Regions from separate parts of the Capra hircus genome. Here region 1 is linked to region 2. A link is a contact called in public Hi-C data. All regions are on one chromosome and are shown on one strand. The core of a region is the stretch at or near the end of the contact, and the rest is flanking DNA. Distances in the headings are between cores, read along the strand shown. Region 1 holds the start of EVI2B (protein EVI2B). Region 2 overlaps NF1 (neurofibromin).

Evidence for each region. Hi-C and Micro-C count contacts between places; a contact is called where the count stands out from the background.
Region 1: a Hi-C map of blood shows a contact between it and region 2, with 2.0 times the contacts expected there. The contact joins the promoter of EVI2B here to the enhancer-like site in region 2. A contact is called at or near these places in 2 of 5 Hi-C or Micro-C datasets (both in blood).

Annotation. Positions count from the first base shown.
Region 1 is chr19:18,326,470-18,332,902 of ARS1.2, reverse strand. EVI2B (protein EVI2B) reads right to left here and starts at 2,750. Exons shown (of 2, transcript XM_005693236.3): 1 at 2,552-2,750. The region is part of intron 36 of NF1 (neurofibromin); the gene reads left to right. EVI2A (protein EVI2A) reads right to left here. Exons shown (of 2, transcript XM_005693237.3): 2 at 5,373-6,433. The coding sequence ends at 6,255.
Region 2 is chr19:18,275,195-18,280,792 of ARS1.2, reverse strand. It overlaps NF1 (neurofibromin), which reads left to right. Exons shown (of 58, transcript XM_018064268.1): 58 at 1,273-4,947. The coding sequence ends at 1,415. Among named protein-coding and RNA genes, the nearest start is that of RAB11FIP4, 16 kb to the right of the region's middle. Within about 2 kb of position 4,207, at least 1 of the 5 cell types and tissues checked has an H3K27ac peak or open chromatin away from gene starts, as enhancers often do.

The sequences.
Region 1 (6,433 bases), core at 1,501-4,000, 54 kb before region 2:
AGTGATTATGTATTTAGCAAGAAGTTAGGGTAGAAGGTTAAAGCAAACAGAATTAGAAGCTGGGGGAGAAGACCAGAGCAGATGAAAGAAGGAACCACAGAGTGCTGCTTTCTGTCTTTGCTGATGCAGGAATCAGCAGAGGATCAGTGTTCTCAAAATGGAGGACAGGCCTTAGATCACCCATCTTCTCAAACTCACTTACCTTTCATTTCAGGACTCCTCTCTAAGCATCCTCAAGATTCCCTACTCCCCCCTGCCCCCCCACCGTCTTTTGGCACTCGGAAGCTACTTGTTAATTACTCTAACTAACCTATGAACAATCTATATAGCATTTTTTCTAGAATTTCCCTAGTCTACTGCTCAGGCAAACCCTGAGTTTGTCTACCTTTATATGGCAGTATTTTGCTCATTATTTTAGGTTGGGACTCTTGAGGTTTAACTCAGATCTTGGTTCTTTGTTTTTCCTGAATATTGAAAAAATTTTAGAAGAAAAACATGAGCTGTTTTAACTAAGCATTTGAGAGGCAGTTAAAGTAGGAGTCCCCTTAATGCATAAGTACATAAAGAGTTTAGCATGTAAAACTGATGCTAAATTGGATATGATAAGAGAGGTGTTACTGTCTTTGAAAGAGGAATCAAGGAGATTTGGCGGGCATATCCTTGATAAGGCAGATATAGGTAGCAGTATCAAAAAATAACATCTGAGCTTCAGTTACTTTGTTATAATACAGATATAATAAAGTTTAGTGGTATTGTATCTCCTGCTAGTATAGTTATGAAACCAGAAAAGGAAGAAGACAGCAATTCTGTATCTTGACGAAAAGCAGCAAGAGGAAATTAACTTTGAACTATGATAGGAATTATTTGATGACTATCTTTTATCAAAAAGAGCTCCCATTTTACTAAGTACATGCCAGGTGTTTGGCACCGTCCCGTTTTAAGGAGGAAGGTGATGTTATCGTCACTTTACAGATAAAACTGAGACACAGAGAAGTTGGATAATTTGCCAAAGTGTCACAGCTCTAAGTAGTGGCACTGATACAGAAATCAGTCAGTCCTGTATAAGATCTCCTTCCTTCCATTACATTCATAGTAAAATTCTAAAATAGGAGTGCTTTAAGAGGAAAAGAGATGTGAACTCTCTGAGAATAGATAATGTAAGTGACTTTTGGAGTCAGCTTTTTAAAAGGTTGGACAAGAACTACCAGAAAACCATTTTGGTCCTGTGACTAGGAAAACAATTATATGAGTTTTGATTAGTTAGCCTGTAAACTGGCATAATTGGGATGACTTTTAAAGATTGGACATTGACAGGCATCAGATTTTCATTTAAAAAATTCAGACTTACTCATAATTTCCCTCTGAGTGGAATTATATAGGGATTGGTTGGAAAACACAGGCATAATAAACCCTACATTTGAAATAGATTCTTTAAAAATATATAGATAAGCATTATCCAAAAAATGATAAACATTTTTCTGTATTAATTTCTGTAATAGTTACTTAGAAGAAATCCAAAGTGGACTTCCATAAAAGAAAGTCATAAGTACTTTATGAAATGTTGAAGTAGGATATTACCCACTATGAATTTACCATTCTATGATATTATGAGTCTATGTAAATAAACTCTTGGCAATTTTTATTTTGGAGGATATTCCCTTTGCAAGTGTCCAAGTTACTCAAAGAAAACATCTTTTCTCCATATTAACAACTTTCTATTCTATGAGTTTTATTTTCCATATCTATTTTATACTGCTTACTAAAGACTGAGATAATATGTGACATAAATATGTAGTGATGAGTATATGTCCACACATTTTACCATAGCAGTTTTTTTCTTAGCTTTAAAAATTAGTGATAATATTTTCATGTCATCATCATTACTAAAATTCTATTTGTATAAAAAAGCATATTTAATAATGATCATTGAGTGTCTCATCTAATCACCTTTGTTTATTTTTAAATTAACTGATGGTGACCATTCTTACTATGAAAACTGAAGGAGATTAAAAATAATTTAAACCTATGGATTATGTTATATATAGGAAATTTTCATATAAAGAAAATCAAAATTTTTTAACAGTTGGTATTTTGGGGTTGTAGATTTAGCCATAGCTCATGAATTCTAGTCTTATTTCCAACCCTTAGCTTTATCTGCCATGGCTGTAGTTTTATTTCTTTTAATTACAGAACTAAGGTCAACAAACATAATGATTGAATAAACTTTAAAGGGTTTATATTATATAAACCTAGGTGAAAATTTTTCTCCAAGGCAAGCTCAACACTGAATTTTTAAAATTCCATGCAACAAAACCATAATACCTGTTACCTATCTTTAGACTATCAGCCTTTAAGTTTAAAACAATAATAACATTTTAGTTTTAAAAATTGGAGAAGGAAATGGCAGCCCACTTCAGTATTCTTGCCTGGAAAATTCCATGGACAGAGGAGCCTGACTGGCTACAGTCCATGGGGTCACAAAGAATCAGACAAAAGTAAATTTTATGTAAAACAAAGATCAAACCAGATTGCCTGTGTGAAATTGTCTTACCTTGGCTGTTAACTTCTTTTGCAGAAGGCTAAATTCTTGTTCTAACTGGACATTTTGGTGCTTTGGCTAAGAAAGCAAAAAGTGGTTCCGTTCAGATTAAAAATGATCCTCTAGCACATTGAAATAGGTTCTGTAGAGAAAGAGGAAGTTTATCAATAGTTCGTTCCGGAAGTGCAATAAGCCACAAAATGACTAAGAAAGTACTACTTTAACAGAGCTTAATTTGAAACACAATTTGGAGCTACAGGATTTGAGTGCTTTTAATTAACATTTATAAGTAAACATTTGAGACTCTCTAGTAATGTGATTCAGTCAGTTCAGTTGCTCAGTCGTGTCTGACTCTCTGAGACCCCGTGGACTGCAGCACACAGTAATGTGATTATATAGTTTAAATATTTAAAATAGAACCTTGGAGAGAAAGTTATATACGGAAAAACTGCCAGTCGGGTTACTACCCATAGTGAGATTTCTTTTCATAACAAATGAATGATGTGTCCTGTTTACTTGTGTGACGGTAGGCAAGTCGTTATACTTCTGAATCACAGTTTCCTCCTCTGGAGGAATATTTCTGTTACTAGGTTTTGAGAGGATTCAATAAGATAAAATATATAAATGCCTTACACACAGTTGGTAGCCAGTAAATGTTATTTCCTCTTATATAATTTAGGCTAAACCCAGGTAAAAGTATGATTAATTTTTTCCAAATAGTTTCCTAAATGATTTTAAAGTTCAAGTCCACAACTCTTTAATTACCCACAAACTAGGTAATTGTCAGTGCAAAGTAAAAATAAATTGGGAATCATCTTTTAAATAAGTTAACTAATAAGTATGTTGAGAAGAGTATGAGTCAGTATAAAAACACATTTCTTTGAGCATGTCACCTTCTAGACTCTCTCATCTGAAAAGTAGAGATCATAATTCTTAATTTATAAATGTATTATGGGATTAAATAAATGTAAAGTGCCCAACATCACACCTATTTTAGTAGATGTTCAGTTCAGTTCAGTCGCTCAGTCGTGTCCGACTCTTTGCGACCCCATGAATCGCAGCACACCAGGCCTCCCTATCCATCACCAACTCCCGGAGTTCACTCAAACTCACGTCCATCGAGTCGGTGATGCCATCCAGCCATATCTTCCTCTGTCGTCCCCTTTTCCTCCTGCCCCCAGTTGTGAGGGATAAATTTTAAATATTTCTGCAATAGGAGCTTTCTGTTTTGTGTAAAGATGTTCAACATATGTGTTGCATAAGAAAGTAGCTGCCTAGTTAATTTTAATTTTTAAAAAGACAACCATTTGTTTCCAGTTTCTTGATTCAAGGACTGCTTTGTGTTATCACTGTTTTTGTGCAGTCTCAGATTTTTGATATGCATAAAATGGGAGCTCTGCCCAGGTTCATTTCAAATCTGATCCTTTTTACCCTTCAAAAGATAATCTGCTGCTGCTAAGTCACTTCAGTCGTGTCCGACTCTGTGTGACCCCATAGACGGCAGCCCACCAGGTTCCCCCGTCCCTGGGATTCTCCAGGCAAGAACACTGGAGTGGGTCGCCATTTCCTTCTCCAATGCATAAAAGTGAAAGTGAAATGGATCAGTCATATCTGACTCTTAGCGACCCCCATGGACTGTAACCCACCAGGCTCCTCCATCCATAGGATTTTCCAGGCAAGAGTACTAGAGTGAGGTGCCATTGCCTTCTCCGAAAGATAACCTGATGTTACCACAATGGGCATGAGCTTTCTTTTGCTTTCCGTTTTCCTTTGTTGTTGTTTACCTTTTTCTAGAATAATAGGGTTATGATTTGTTATTTGGGAAATGGATTTTTAATAAATCGGTAACAAATTGATAAGAAAATTGATGTTCTTTTTCCCTGTCTCATTTTAAGATGTAACCATAAAAAAAAAAATGTAACCTACCTAGATCTTTGGAGCAATGGAAATTTTACAAATTTAGTCTGATGACCAAGAGCAGTATGATCTAGGGAATTATGCAAAAATTATCAATGCCTCTATCTGGAGCTCACCCCATTTAAATCAGGAGGAAGGGTGTAACTTACACATGGGTGAGTTAAACTCTTCAGGTGATTCTGAATCTCAGTCAGGATGCGAATTACTAACCTAGAAAGAATTGCAGTAATACTTGGAAAAAATATATATAAATGTGTAAAATGTTTCCTCAGCCAAGTGCTCTGTGATGACTGAGAGAGGTGGAATTGAGGGTGTGAGTGGGAGGTTCAAGAGGGAGGGGCTGTATATGTATACATTTTGTATACATATGTATGACTCATTTTGTTGTACAGGAGAAACAAACACAACATTGTAAAGCAGTTATACTTCAAATTATTTTATAAAAAAAACAACGGCTGTTGTTAGGGTGTGGAGATAGTAGAGACTGGAAGGAGGCCTAAAGGCACTTTCTGAGAAAATGTTCCATTTGTTAGTTAAAAGGTGTTGACATGTGTAAACATTTGTCAAAGTGAATTGAATTGTAAAAAAGAAAAAAACACATACATATATATAAATGTTTCCTTAAATGTCTAGCATATTTCCCAAAATAAATGCTCGAGAAGGGATGAGATTTTTGAGACTGGCCTGGTCTTTAATTATGTTCTCTGTCAGTTTTGGTGGACAGTTGGAAAGTCTCTCAAAGCAATTTTTGCAATATATTAAATTGAAGATGAAAATCTTGGCTTAAATGTAAGCCACTATTTTACTTGAACCCAATTTCTTTAAATGTTCAGCAATTACCCGAGTATCCTATTTACCAAATTAGAACAAACACACACACATATGCACATCTTTTCTTTGCTCATGTCATATTGGATAGTAAAAAAATAAAATTGGTTTATTAGGTTACTTGGCACTCTCAAAGTCCAAAAACTAATCAGCCTTTGAATATTTGATATAAAAAAATCCCATAAGCAATATTTATAGAGTTACATTACAGTTAAACAGTAAGATATGTTTTACATTTACACTTAGCATTCTGTTGAGGCTATAAATCTCATCTATTTCAGTTGTACTCTGTTTCTTATTGATCTTTGCTGTGTATTCTCTAAAATAATCAAGTGAATGCAAATATACATAGTCACTTTTATTCTATCATCTTAATTTATTATACAAAATTTAAAGTTTTAATTAAATATAGTAGAAAATTACTTTCTTATGTACACCACATGTAAAGATAAAAGCATCTGGCATAACATTAGCCCTGCTTATAGATGAACTGGTATGGATTCTGTCACATTCAGCAAAGAAAGTACCATCTAACTATACAGTTCAACTCTATGCGTTAGGAATGTGACTTCTGTTAGATGTTAAAGCATGTAATAGCCTCAAGTGACACACTGAAACTCTTCAAAGTTACTTACATTTGGACAAAGATCATGTAGCTACTATTGCTGAACAAGAAAAACTCATAAATTGTCTCTTTCTAACTCAGTTCCTTCAACGTGTCTTTAGAACCTTCCTTGAATGCTTTGTTGTTTTATTATTTGCTTTCTAAAACAGTGTCAGACACCGTTTAAATGATTAAGTAAGCAGGCATACTTCTTCCCTTCTCACTTGCTTGATTCTAAGCAAGGCCAGCCATGGCAAACTTTAGACCTTCAAACTAACACCTTGGCATTAAATGTCAAACTGACTTCAATTTTACCCCAGAAACTTTCTCATTGCTACTTTGCATTTTTCTTCACTAAAGCATCTATTAGTTAGTGAGTTTTTCAGTTCCTTCTTCATCTTTTCTTTCCCTCGTAGCTGTGAGCACTCCAGTAGATTGCATCATTAGGTTGGGCACTGTGAGCTGTTTTGCTCTTTTCCAAGTGTCTGATTCAGCAGGCCAGAGACCACTGCTTGCCAGAAAATCACCATTGCTCCTAGGCTGAC
Region 2 (5,598 bases), core at 2,958-5,457:
GGGACATGGGTTCGAGGAACTAAAATCCCGAAAGTCACATGGCACAGCCAAAAAATAATAAATTAAAAATTACCTGAAATCATACCATCCAGTAATAATATATTTTGGCAGATGTTTTCCCAGCCTTTTTTTTCCTTCCTGTAAGTGGATTTCTTTTCCCCCTACTCCCAAATTATGGTCATTTTTCTATATTAGTAAATATCAGTCATTTGCTACATTTTGTTACATTTTGCTATAAATGGCTTAAATTTTGCTACAAACGACTAAAATACTTTTTGCTTTGCCACTAGTAGTTAAGCTAAAGGTGGGTATAATTGGTCTAATTATTTTAGTAAATTTTATTAAAGTATGACAGAAAAGCACACAGATTATAAATTACAACCTAATGAATTTTTAAGAAGTAAACATACTTAAAAATCCAGCATCCAGATCAAGAAACAGAAGATCACCAGCACCCCCAAGAAACCATCCTCATACCCTCTTCCAGTCACTCCTTCCCCAGAGGCAACCACTATCCTGTGACCTGTCTAATCTGAAATCTTTACTCATCCGATGAGTAAAAATATACCCTGTTTTTTGCTTCTTGTCACTTTATGGAGTTACTAATCAGATCATTTATAAAATACATTGTAGGGCCCTGTTTGGGGAGGTTTAATCTCCTCCGTGAGAGAAGTAAATGGCAACTGTTAAGGTGTAGAACAAAAAATGACTTGGCAGAGTTGAAAAGATCAAAGCAAAAATTCTGCTGTATGACCTTTAGGATATATTATTTTCTTAATCAATATTTGAGTTCCTTTGGGGTAGGCACTATGAATTTGAGAAGAAAAAGCATCTCCCTTTCTTTGAAATGGCATATTTCCGTAGCTTTGGCAATTACAGAATATATCCTGTGTATAAACAACTAGTAAGGCTACATGGCCCTCTGCTGGAAACTTCTGGTATGATTTGGAGGAAGGCATTCTAGTCTGGTGACTGCTAGCCTTTCATTCAGCTCAAGCCTGCCTGCCTCTGGCTTTTCCTTGCAACTTCTCTGGTTTTTCTTTTGTTTTTTTTCCCCTCTTACGCTATTTTTCTGCTGTGATAGCAAATTTTGCTTAACAAAGTGTGAGGTGTGTAAACCTCAAGATCTTTGTAAACACTCTAGCAGTTGACTCTTAAAATGAATGCAAAAACAATAGACTAGGTTGTATCTCATTTACAAATTGTGAGATTCAGTCCTGGAGCTTAACACCAGAGGAGAAGAGGGTAACTGGCTGCTTCGTTTCTCTCCAGGAATCGACAAGGAGAATGTTGAACTCTCCCCCACCACTGGGCACTGTAACAGTGGACGAACTCGCCATGGATCCGCAAGCCAGGTGCAGAAGCAGAGAAGTGCTGGCAGTTTCAAACGTAATAGCATTAAGAAGATCGTGTGAAGCTTTCTTTCTTTCCTTTTTCAAACAGACTTAACTGACACGGGCTCTTCACTAGTGACCCCTCACCACCGTGCTGTGATGCTGCACTTCATGTTTTCTGACGAGCCCATCCAGTCTGCCATGTTGCCAGATGATCAACTCTTGGAAGCATTGCCTAAATTTAATGCTGCTTTTTTCTTTAACCTTTTTTTTTTTTTTTTTACTTTCGGTGTGTCTGATTTAAGCAAGTGTTCAGAACAGCTGCAAAGAGAGTGGGCAGTCAGGACACTTGAACTGAGAACATCCCAATTGTGAGAGAGGATGAATTCTTGAATACTGCTACTACTGGCCAGCTATGAAAGCCATTTGCACAGAGCTCTGCCTTCTATGTTTTCCCCTTCTTCAACATACAAAGTAAAGTGTTAGTCTTATTTACACACTTTTCAAGATAGAAGTTTATGGGAGAAATAATATTATAACCCCAGTATGTTTAATCTGACTTTTAGCTGTGGACTTTTTTTTACCTTTCAAAACTGAAGAACCATAGAGGTCAAGCCTCAGTGACTTCACACCATAAAGCCACAGGCAAGGTACTTTGGGGTGGGGGGGAGGGTGGAGGGATTTAGTATTTTGTAGTGGGTTCTTAAGAAATACTAACACTTGAGTATTAGCAATAATTACAGGAAATAAACATAACCACATATATCTTAACATTACTGAATTAAAGAGATGAGTTCTGAGGCCTTATCCAAACTCAGTCAGTCATCCAAACTAGTTTATATTTTTCTCCAGTTGATTATCTTTTAATCTTTAAATATGCTAAAAGTCATTTTTTGTTTTTGTAAACCAAAACTATACTAAGTATAGTAATTATACATTTTCCCCTTCCTCCTCTTCTTTCCTAAATAATTCTAAGCAGGGTAATCAGTGAACAAAGTGTCGAAAATTGTTCCTAGAAGGTAATTTCGTAGATGGTTGCATTAGCTCCATACAAAATGGAATGGTACGTGACTATTAGAGTAGATGATGCTTTTATTTTGTTTAATATTTTTCCCAGAAACATAGAGTATGGTGTATATTATCAAAAGTTTTTTTGATGAGATGTATTTTAAATGTCTTGTTATCTTTCCTCTCCCCTCCAAAAAATCAGGAATCTCTTTAGCAAAACATTTCGGTTCTATATGATAGAATTGCGTTTAATCACTGTGAAAAGACTGGTCAGCCTGCATTATTACAACAATAGGGGACCTTAAGCGCTGCTGCTATGCTGAATGGTGTGGATTATCATGGCATTGGAATTTTCCATAGTAATGCAGATCCAATTTTTTATGGTACCTGCAGTATGCAAAATAATTTGACTTCAGTGACTATATTAGTATCTGGATGTTCCAATTTAGGACTAAACCATATTTATTACAAGCAGATATTATCCCGCTATTCCTGGGCTCCCTTTATATGTTAAGATGTAATGGCTTTGGGAGGGGAAAAGAAACCTAGGGGAGGGGGAGTTTCCGAAAGTGCTGTTTCATGAGTGGATTTCAGTAAATTAAATTCCACAGCTAAATCAATAAATAATGGTACATTTAAGTGTTCTGATTTTAATAATATAACACATTTCACATTTATCCACACAGTAACAATGTAATATGTTAATGTAAATAAAATTGCTTTTGATATTCAGAAATAACAAGAATTTAATTTTTTTAATTTGTTTATAGTCCTGGGAAAAGTAAGAACCATTTGCCAAAATTAAAAAAAAGAAAAAACTTTAGTGCTAATAGTTATTTTGACCCTGAATTGTTGGAAAATATTGAAGATACATGCAATTAACTAAACTTTTACTTTTAACTATTGTAGAGGCTTCATTAGAATAGAGTGTTGTAATAACAGAGCAACTAAGATGACAAGGAAGTAAGACCAGAGCTGAATTTAGAAATAGATCTTTAACAGCCTGGTGCCAAGAATGCCGAGCTGCTGGTAAGGTCCATGTCTTCCCACAGCCCAGAGCTTCTGGGGTGGGCACCCTGGCTCCTGGAATGTGAGCTTTTAATAATTTTGGTTCTCTGTTTTTCCCTCTTTGTTGGTTGGTTTGGTGCAATGACCATGGGTAGTGTTATGCTATTTTGCTTCTCCCATCAAAACAAACTTCCAACGCTTTACCACTAAAAGATATTGATCTTTCCATAAACAAGTTTTCCAGGGTATGTTATTTCTTAAATTTATTAATTAACTTCCCTCTAGTGTAATGAAGGGAGTGAATTCAGTTGAAGTACCTCATGAAATGATCTGCATTGCATAAATCAGAACTGAACCTTCTTTGAATTGCAGAAATATTTTTGACCAGTACATCCTGGAAATTTGAAAACTTATTAAGGTTTAAGGTTCACCTTGTTTAAAGAACTTCTGACTTTTGAGGAGAATCTAGCTTTCCAAGAAACTAAAATGAACATGAGGTAAATCTCACCAATATGCTTCCCCTGGAGAAATGAAACTTTTTTAGGCCTCATACTTATAACCTGCACAAGAAATTCTGAAGTTTACAGCAGGTTGCCTATTCTGCATAATCTGATGTAAGTTCTATAAATTAATTTGTTTTGGGTTTGTAGATGTTTCCCCTGACTTTTTAAAAAGGAAAACACTAACTCACCATTTTTTGCTCATGATCTCCCTGCTTTATCACCCCCGCTGTCCCAGGGGTGTGCTCTTCTTTGCCAGCCTTGAGACCTGGTTCTCTCGCTTTGGGGGACATGGCCGATGCTCTCTCCTGCGTCCACTCAGCACCTGTCGCTACTGGGGGCCGGCTCCATGCAGGTCCTAGGCCAGGGCTGAGGATGCCGGAGAGAACAGCCAGGGGATGCTGTCCTAGGGGAGACGGCATGAAAGCCGGCAACCCACCCTGCTGAGTGGGTTTTAGGGTTCTCAGTTTCGTTTTGGCTTTTCTCTTTGTTTTTTGGTTTTGTTTTTACATCCTACCCCTAACCCAGGCATAATGAGGCATGTCTTATTCAATGTTATGCAATGGACTTATACAAAAATTCACTCTTAGTGTCAGCCACACAGTTTTTTTTTTTTAATGCAGTATATTCACCTGTAAATAATTTGTGTAAAATTTGACAGAAAAGTATATTTACTACACTGTAAATACATGTGATGATATATTGTATTATTTTGCTTTTTTGTAAAGCAGTTAGTTGCTGTACATGGATAACAAACAAAAAATTTGATTATTCTCGTGTTAGTATTGTTAACTTCTTCCTGCGACTGCGTTACATCATTTAAAGCAAATGCTGTGTACTGTAAACTTACATTGTATATGGTAACCTCCTCTCTTTTCTGTTCAGGCCCAAACTCTGGCAGTCCCCTTGTCTACAGCCTCGTTAATACCGTAAGCAGTTGTACGCCAGCAGGAGAAATGCTGCCCAACAGACAAAACCCACCATTGTAGGGGAGAACTGTAGAAACCCATTTCAGATCACTGTTGTTCCCATCCCATTCTCCTCCCTGTGTATGTACTCCTCCCCCTTTTTTTAAGTAAAATGTAAATTCAATCTGCTCTAAGATGTGGGGAGTTATTTAATTTCTTCACATGCATCAGCTCTCTCTTCTTACTTGCCCCCTACTCCTCCCTGATCTTTTGAAACATTAAGGCCATTTCCTTTCTTTTAAGGATGTCTTGGATTCTTAAACCACCACCACTACCACCCCCTACCCTGCCATGGGAAAGACCTTTCTAGTTCCAGAACTTCTCTCTCAACTAAAGGTAAAATAATTTTGGTGAAATGCATAGAGGAGAAAAAAGTTTCCCTTGAGTCTGAAAATTAGACTGATAAATTGATAGGAGGAAAGCCTACACATTTACTTAGTATACATTTTATATGACAGAAGCCTTTAAAAAGAGATGAGAAGACCCCCCCCAAAAAAAAAAAAGAAAAAAAAAAAACAGTTAAAACCTGAATATTTCTATCCTAGGTTTGATGAAGAGTGGGCATCATGTAGAAATCTCATAGGCCAGACTACGAGGTAAGTGCAGTGAAGTTGGGAAGCCTAGCAAGATCTATTCCAATTCTCAAAGTCCCTCTGTCTTCAGAGATTTGGATGCTCCTTTCCACCAGGGTTAGGGAGGGCCCAGCCTCTCAAGTGAAAGTTTTATGTGTGTTTCAGGAAAGGATGGGAGGAAAAAGGTCAGAGAAACCTTCCTGCTTCT